Linked DNA regions of Mus musculus: region 1 is linked to region 2. A link is a contact called in public HiChIP or PLAC-seq data. All regions are on one chromosome and are shown on one strand. The core of a region is the stretch at or near the end of the contact, and the rest is flanking DNA. Distances in the headings are between cores, read along the strand shown. Region 1 has its middle 37 kb from the start of Pitpnb. Region 2 holds the start of Pus1 (pseudouridine synthase 1).

Region 1 (3,733 bases), core at 345-2,844, 510 kb after region 2:
AGAACAGGCAATTTCGTCTTTCAGGTGAGTTCCAATCTTTGGCTGGCTGCTGCCCTGAGCCTCTGGGGAGGAGCATCACGTTGAGGGCACAGGAAGGATCCAGACACTCTCTCCCACCTCGGCACCAGACAGCCATGAGGGGATGTTGGGGACAGAATCACAGCAGTGTCACTAAGCACCTTACAGTCCTGCTTGCTCTCACGCCCCAGCTGTTTCCTGATGAAAAGGGTGGCCATTCGGCAACTAATCTTCATCTAGAAAAGATGTGAAAGATCCAAACTAGAGGAGGCGAAGCCAGGGACAAAGGGCAGTTGTGGGCGCCCACCCTCAGCTCAGCCGACAGTTTCTAAAACTAAAGGCCAGATGCCATCCAAGAGCCAGATGCTCTGTCTTTCCTATTATTTAGAAAATATAAAAATAAGGTATCGCCAGGCGTGGTGGTGCATGCCTTTAATCCCAGCACTTGAGAGGCAGAGGCAGGCAGATTTCTGAGTTCGAGGCCAGCCTGGTCTACAGAGTGAGTTCCAGGACAGCCAGGGCTACACAGAGAACCCCTGTCTCGAAAAAAAACAAACAAACAAAAAAAGTAAAATATCATGTTCAAATTGTCCCCCCAAAAGTAGAAAGTGTAAAAAAAGGAGAGACCCATGCTATTACAAACAGAAATAATGGCCTTGAAAACCCTGCCCTTTTTTGTAGATTAAAAAAAAAAGTTAGCATTTGAAATGTATATAAAGATAATATCTAAGAAAAAATAGATGGCATTGCCTGTGGAGGAGAGAAGAGGGTGTTGGGTGTTGGGTGTTGGATCCCCTGGAGCTAAAGTGACAGGCAGTGTGAGCCATCTAACATGGGTACTGGGAACTGAACTTGGGTCATCTGCGAGAGCAGCAAGTACTCTGTCCACTGCCCCTGCCCCATAAGAAAACAGTATGGCATGGTAGCACTGCCTGTAATCCCAGCACTGGAAAGTAGAGACAAGATTAGAAGTTCAAAGCCAGCCTTGTTAACATAGAGCTATATGAGACCCTGTCTCAAAACAAATGCCAACAGAAAAGAAAAAAAGCAAAGACAACTTTGAAATGGATGTGTGCGTTACTGACATGCTGGCGAACATACATGCTGATATTCCAAAGGGGTCAGAGTGCTGGCCTTAAAGGATCATCTATAAATGTCCTCAGATATAGAAACCTAAAAGCATTGACTGGTGGGTGTTGCTAGGGCCGAGCACATAAAGTTTGCTGTGCACTTCACAGTGTGACTGTACTGAAAACCAAAGCCTGCCCAGCGACAGCAGTGCAGAATGTGTGAAGCATGCCTCTCAGGATGCTTCCTTACTCTCCCCTCTGTCCCCCTCCCTCCCTTACATTTTTCTTTTGAGGCAAGGTCTCATGTAGCCCAGGCTAGCCTTGAACTGAATCCCCTGCCCCACTTCCTGATGGCAAACAGGCCTATAACATTTTAAGGCACTAATTACAGCTGTAACTGGCTGCCACAGCTGTAGTAGAATTGAGTGCCCAGACCCACAGTGCAGAGCCTCAGGCAGGCTGCACAGGATACCTGCTGAGCAGGAAGCTTCCCGCATACTCTTTACCACCAGATATTTATGCTTTTTAGCACCACAGTGTGGTGTCTTCTCCCTGGATGCTCTCTGCTTTCTCAGGCATGCAGCCTCCGGCAGGACTGCAAGCAGAGAGGGAACGAAAGCCTTCTGTCCTTTCCAGAGAACTAGGCCAAACATCTGGTCCAAACACACTAAAGGGACGTGGTATCATCTAGGCGGATCTTTATGCCTCGGGTGACCTCACCCAGGCCAGCGGAGTTATTACATTGGTAGCAATTGTACATTTGGGCTTCAGGGGATAATACTCCCCGCTGCATAAATATCCTCAATACAGTTATATTAAATAAAAACTTCTGGGGCTGGTGAGATGGCTCAGTGGGTAAGAGCACCCGACTGCTCTTCTGAAGGTCCGAAGTTCAAATCCCAGCAACCACATGGTGGCTCACAACCACCCGTAATGAGATCTGATGCCCTCTTCTGGTGTGTCTGAAGACAGCTACAGTGTACTTACATATAATAAATAAATAAATAAATAAATCTTTAAAAAAAAAAAAAAAAAAAAACTTCTGAATCGACTCATAGAAGCAGAGCTCATGGCCAGCCCTTTGAGACACCAGGATGGGGATAAATTTTAGTTCTGCTCTGCCAGGCAGGGTCTTGCCCAAGTCAGACTTTTTTTTTAATTGATTTTATGTGTATAGGTTCTGCCTACAAGTATCTCTGTGCACCATGTGCCTGCAGTGCACACAGAGGTAAAAAGAGGGTGTCAGGTTCCCCGAGACCAGAGTTACAAATAGTTATGTACCACCAAGTAGGTGCTGGGAGTCAAGTCCAGGTCCTCTGTAAGAGCAGCCTGTGCCCCTAGTCACCGAGCCACCTGGCTCTTTAGCCCCTGGACGAAGCTTTCAGGAACACAGCTATTTTCTTTTTTGAACCAACAATGTAACTGTAAAATAGGACTGACAGGGAATTAGGAAAAAGGAAACATTCTTAGGTATCAACACATTCGCTGACAGAAGATGGTGTTGTAAGTAAAACCTAGCAAATAAGGCAAGGGAAAAGGTGACAGGAGAAGATAAAAGAAGTTCCCTTGGGGCATAACAATCAAAACAGTAAACGTACAAAACAAAGCAAGGGGATCAAAAGATGCAAGGGGAAAAGATCAAGCAATATACAAAGTTGGGCTTATTGGAATAACAACTTCTCAGTGGAGACTCTGAAAGCCAGAAGGGCCTAGAGGTGTACTACAGACTCTTAAGAGACCACAGATGCCAGCGCAGACTACTATAACCAGTAAAATATTCAATCACTATAAATGGAGAAAATAAGACATTCCAAGATTTTTTTTTAAAAAAAAAATGATAAATCCTGCACTACAGAAGGGACTAGAGGAAAATTTCAACCTAAAGAGGCTAAACACACCCAAATACAAACGTGCCCTTGATCGTGCACATATACACACACACCAAAATAATAGGAATCAATAAATACTGCTCATTGATCTCTCTCAGTATCAATGGTTAGCAGTATGGATACAAAGACAGAAGCCATCCTGCTGCTGCAGCCAAAAAACACACCTTAGCATCAAGGACAGACATCACCCCAGGATTAAAAGATGGCTGACTTTAAGATGAACCTCAGTGCCTCAGTAACAAAATCAGCATAGTACTGGCGCCCAGACTAACTGACTGACCGACCAGTGCAACAGAACGGAAGATCCAGACACAAAACACAGATACAGCTACTTGATCTCTCATAAAGACGCGAAAATACTTGCTAGGAAAACTGGGCACTCACAGGAGGAAGAAACTACTTCCTTATCCTTCACCCTGCACAAACTGAACTCCAAATATATCAACGTCCTCAGCATAAGACCAGAAACTCTGAATACTGAAAGCAGGAAAAACACAGGTAAGGCCTCCTCACAGGACTGCAGCGACTCGGGAATTAAGGCAATGGGTACCAAGCGAGACCTTGTGACGCTAACATGTCTCTGCATGTCAGTGAGAAGAGTTAACTGAGTAAAGACCCTACAGAACGGGAGAGAAACCTTTGCTAGTTATACATCCCATGGAGGACTGAGATCTAGAACACACAAAGAACTTTTTTAAAACTATTTTATTCCCCCTTCCAAGTGAGATTCAAATGTCCTTCTCTGGGGCGTTCTTC
Region 2 (4,188 bases), core at 692-3,191:
ACCAGAGAGACGGCTCAGCAGTTAAGAGCACTGGCAGCTCTTCTAGAGGACTGGACTTGATTCTCAGCACCCAGATGGCAGCTCACAAATGCCTGTCACTCCAGCCCCAGGGGATGGTACACCCTCTCCTGGCCTGTGAGCAGAACGTGCACACAGCACACAGACAAGCAGGCAGGCAAACCACCCATATACACCGAAGAAATTAAAAGGTTCAAATTTGTCTTAGAGAAAATTACAAATTCAAACAATGGAGTTGAAGGGGTTTGCAACCCCATAGGAAGAACAATATTAGCCAACCAGACCTCCTGGAGCTCCCAGGGACTAAGCCATCAACCAAGGAGTACACATGTCTCCAGCTGCATATGTAGCAGAGGGTGGCCTTGTCAGACATTAATGAGAAGAAAGGTCCTCGGTCCTATGAAGGCTAGATAGATGCTCCAGTCCAGTGTAGGGGAATCGAGGGCAGGGAGGTGGGAGTGGGATGGGTGGAGGAACACCCTCATAGAAGCAGGGGGGATGGGATAGGGGTTTCCGGGAGTGGGGAAAACAGGGAAAGGGGATAACATTTGAAATGTAAATAAAATATCCAATTTTTTTTTTAAAAGGAAATGTCAACAGCAGAGGTGACAAGAATGAACAAGATTCTACCCACACTGGGGGTGGGAAGGATGCTTTCATAAGAGAGAGAACCTAGCTTGCCCCTGGCCCCTCAGGATGCTGAACAGGTAGCACCTGGCAGCAATCTGGTCCCCACATTCAGTAAATCTGCCCATGTCACACAGTTCCCCAGGTACTGTGCAGGCAGCACCCTAACAATGAAGACTCACTGCTCCCAAGGTCACATGTGAATCAGCTCCCATAGTGGAAGAAAACCACCCAAACCTCTTACGGAGGATTCTGTGGATTTTTGGTTTTTGTTTTGCTTGTTTTTGTTTTTTTTTTTACTGTTTCCTGGGATGGGCCTGGCTCTGAGTAGCATCAGGGAACCAAGGGCTGCCTCAGGTAGGGGCTTCTAGCCGCAGCCCTCCTCACCTGCATGCCGTGGTAGCCCTTGCCCGAGTAGGCCATGAGCAGCACAATTTTTCGCTTTGGCAGCTTGCGTGGGGGCTCTTCATCCTCGCCGCCCTTGACCCTCTTTGCAGGATGCTCCGTCTCCTCCCAGACCCAGCCACCTCGGCCCTTCCTGTCCGGTTGGTGTGAGGCCAGCGCTGGTGGCACCTTGTTTCCAGCCATAGGCGGCAGGCTGAGAAAAACAGGCATGAGTGACCAAGGTGGTAAAAGCGGTTTAAAAAAAAAAAAAAAAAAAACAGAACCCTGCTCTGCCTGCCTCAGCGGTCTCTGAAAGACCTTGCCCAAAGACAAACCAACCAGCCTGGTTCATCAATGACAAGAGTGACTGAGGTTGGACAACAGCGGCAACTCGGGCGGAGTTTGAACTGGACACACAGGGAGGCAGTGCTCTGGCGGGGCAGTACAAGGCAGCGATGGAAACAAGACACAGGTAAGCAAGGAGAGGCAGACAGCTCAGGACAGTCTTGGGTTCTCAGTACAGAGGTCTCAGTACAGAGGTCGCGGAAGTCTTTACCCGGGCACGCGCGGGCCTGGGCGCGCCGTCCACCGTCCCCAGTTTCTCAGCAGTGCGGCCCACAGGCGGGGGAAGCCCATGCGCTGCGGGGTGGCGGGCACCGACCCCGGACCTCAGCGATCCCCTCCGAACTCTGCAGCCCCGAAATCCCTGCCCTGTCTTCCAGATGTCTTGGCTCTGACCCTGCGGCGCCCCAGATCCTAGGCTGACCTGTGACCCCCGCAGCCCCTGCCCACCCCCATCCAACACCACCACCCCGTCCTTAGAGATCGCGCAGCCGGCGCGCTCGAGGAGGGAGGAAAGTCCCGCCGGACCCACTCACGGCGCCGCGGAACCCCCGAAGCTGACCACGTGCACGAAGGCGGAAGCGGGCAACGTTGGAAGGCGGCCGAAGGCGGACAAAAGTCTTTCTGGGACGCGCCTAGCGGGGTGGACCCAGTGGGTGGGGCTTCCCACCAGGATCCAAGCCAGTCTAGATGCCGTTTTCCAGAGAGGGGAAAGGCTCTACGTCGGCGTGGCTTGAAAAGTGAAACAACCTCATTAAAATGTGCAGGTTAGGAATGCACCAGGGAGCCACTCAGCAGGTAATAACTGCAGATGCATAGATAGTCCCAGCACCGACTCAGTGCTACTGAGCAGGCCCTTGCCTGGCCCATGGCACCAACCCTGGCATTGGGAGGTCACAGATGCTCTCGCAGTTACACCACTGGCTTTGTGGTGTGTGGACCATCAAGTTTCCCAGCATTTGTTATTTCCAGAAGCTGCTCCAATTTCCGGACGCTGTTGTGTTTAATGACATAAAACCTTCTCATTATGTAGCCCTGACCCGCCTGGAAATCTCTCTCGTATATATCCTCCCAGATGCTGGGATTAAAGGTGTGTACCACCATACACAGCTCCTGTCCTCCAACTTTTGGCAACCCTCCAGCCTCAGCCTCCCAAGAGCTGGGATTACAAATGTGAGTCACCACATCTGACTTCACACGTTACTCTTATTTTTCTAATTTTGCCAAAGAGTGATGCACAAACAACATGAAACCTGGACATGCAGCCATGGGCACCTAAGCCCCAGTTCCTTCTCTGTGACTTCATTCCCCCCATTTTCAGGCTGTCTGATTCACCCTGAGCATTCTCACCTTTGAGAATGTATGTACCTTTGTCACTCTTCCAGAGATGAGGAGTTTTGCCAATCCCTGCTTCCATCCTTGCAGCCGCTCGTCCTTCCTACACCCATCTGGCTGACCCGGGATACTCCCCTGCTCAGACTCTTGGCTTCATTAGGTTTAAAGCCACACACGGAGACTTGGGGAACTGGGCTGGACACTTCTGAGGACCATGACTTGAGGTGACCACAGCTTGAAATGGGATAGGGAGCCTCATGTGTATGCAGGGGGAAAAACATAATCCAAGGGGACTAGGGACCAGTGCAAAGGCCCAGGGGCAGCAGTGTGCCACAGTGTGGCCAACCTAGCTCAGAACCTGCTCCTTCCTATAGGTAGAGTAATAGGGGCCAGCATTGACACTTCTGGAGTCTACAGTTAGGGAAACCACAGGGATGTCTGGTAACAGAAAGTAGTAGAAACAAAACCAGGAATCAGTAGCCTTATGGGTCTTGGCTGTGATCCCTATTCAATTGGGATCCCACTGGGCGTTGGGAGGCAAAGCCTCACAAAGGGACCTGGGGAAGAAGGGCTAACAGGAAGAAGGAACTGCCTGTGCTGAAGACTTCCAGATAGTTCACTCCACCCTGGTTCCGCACGTACTGGGGAAGGGCCCCCACGGAAAGTCCTTCCACCCCAGTATCTCTTCCTTCACCTTGCTACAGAAAGCCTTGATGTGTGTGTCTGCTGTCTAGGTGTGGCCTCTCCCTTTGATATGAGCGTGTCATGGAAGCAACCATGCAGGTCCCTAGATGTGGGAGGCATGAAGGTCTTTGTGCTCACAGATAAATACTAGCAGAATCCAGAAAGTTAAACACGCATGGTTATTCCTTCAAGGGAAGGAAATGCAAACCCTGTTTTCTGCCCAGAAGGCTGAGTCACCTTTGTGCTGTAAAAGTGCTACAGACATTTCTGGCACTGCACCTTTCTCCAGACCCCTGTCGTAAATTTGTTTTTCTCCATCAATCTATAGAACCTATCAGTATAGACTTTACAGAGTTTCAATGTAGTCATGTCCTATCTGTATTTAGCTCCCTTTGTTACTCAAGGAGCTTTATGTATGCATTGTTGTACATGTGGATTTGCGTCAATTACCACCAGAATTATTTTCATCAAACTGTGCCATGCTTGTACATGCCTAAAAGAAACCACGTGTTGTCAGACTCCAGAAGTTCAAACCAACAATGGCTACTGAGTTCTGTAGAACTGAACCGCCTCCTTGCCTCACAGTCACTCTGATCACTGTTCAGGTCGCAGGGAACCTTGTACCTCAACCAGTCAGCCAGGTCCACTCCAGGACTCCACTATGTATCCACCCCAGCACAGTCATATGAACATAGATGTTCAATATTTTCTAAAGAAATCCCAGGGTCAGGGTTCAAGAGAATGATCAGGCCGAACGGGAGTTACAAGACAGCACTCAGTTCTGTACTGCAGTGACAG

What was found. HiChIP or PLAC-seq counts read pairs in DNA pulled down with a chosen protein or histone mark.
Region 1: a contact with region 2 is called in an H3K4me3 HiChIP or PLAC-seq map of embryonic limb bud, with 6 times the contacts expected there. The contact joins the enhancer-like site here to the promoter of Pus1 in region 2. A contact is called at or near these places in 8 of 39 promoter capture datasets (the C10 cell line, cranial neural crest, frontonasal cranial neural crest and 5 more), 12 of 115 datasets of contacts at active chromatin or transcription factors (the NIH/3T3 cell line, bone marrow-derived macrophages, embryonic basal ganglia and 9 more) and 2 of 9 other capture datasets (adipose tissue and liver).

Annotation. Positions count from the first base shown.
Region 1 is chr5:111,292,142-111,295,874 of GRCm38.p6, forward strand. No RefSeq gene overlaps it. Among named protein-coding and RNA genes, the nearest start is that of Pitpnb, 37 kb to the right of the region's middle. Within about 2 kb of position 1,595, at least 7 of the 459 cell types and tissues checked have an H3K27ac peak or open chromatin away from gene starts, as enhancers often do. A contact at or near this core is called in embryonic limb bud, where this site is marked.
Region 2 is chr5:110,778,655-110,782,842 of GRCm38.p6, forward strand. It overlaps Pus1 (pseudouridine synthase 1), which reads right to left and starts at 1,942. Exons shown (of 6, transcript NM_019700.4): 1 at 1,586-1,942; 2 at 1,033-1,243. The coding sequence starts at 1,665. Gm26515 (a long non-coding RNA gene) reads left to right here and starts at 1,239. Exons shown (of 2, transcript XR_389515.4): 1 at 1,239-1,501; 2 at 1,852-2,410. Gm15559 (predicted gene 15559) reads left to right here. Exons shown (of 2, transcript NR_152254.1): 2 at 1-606.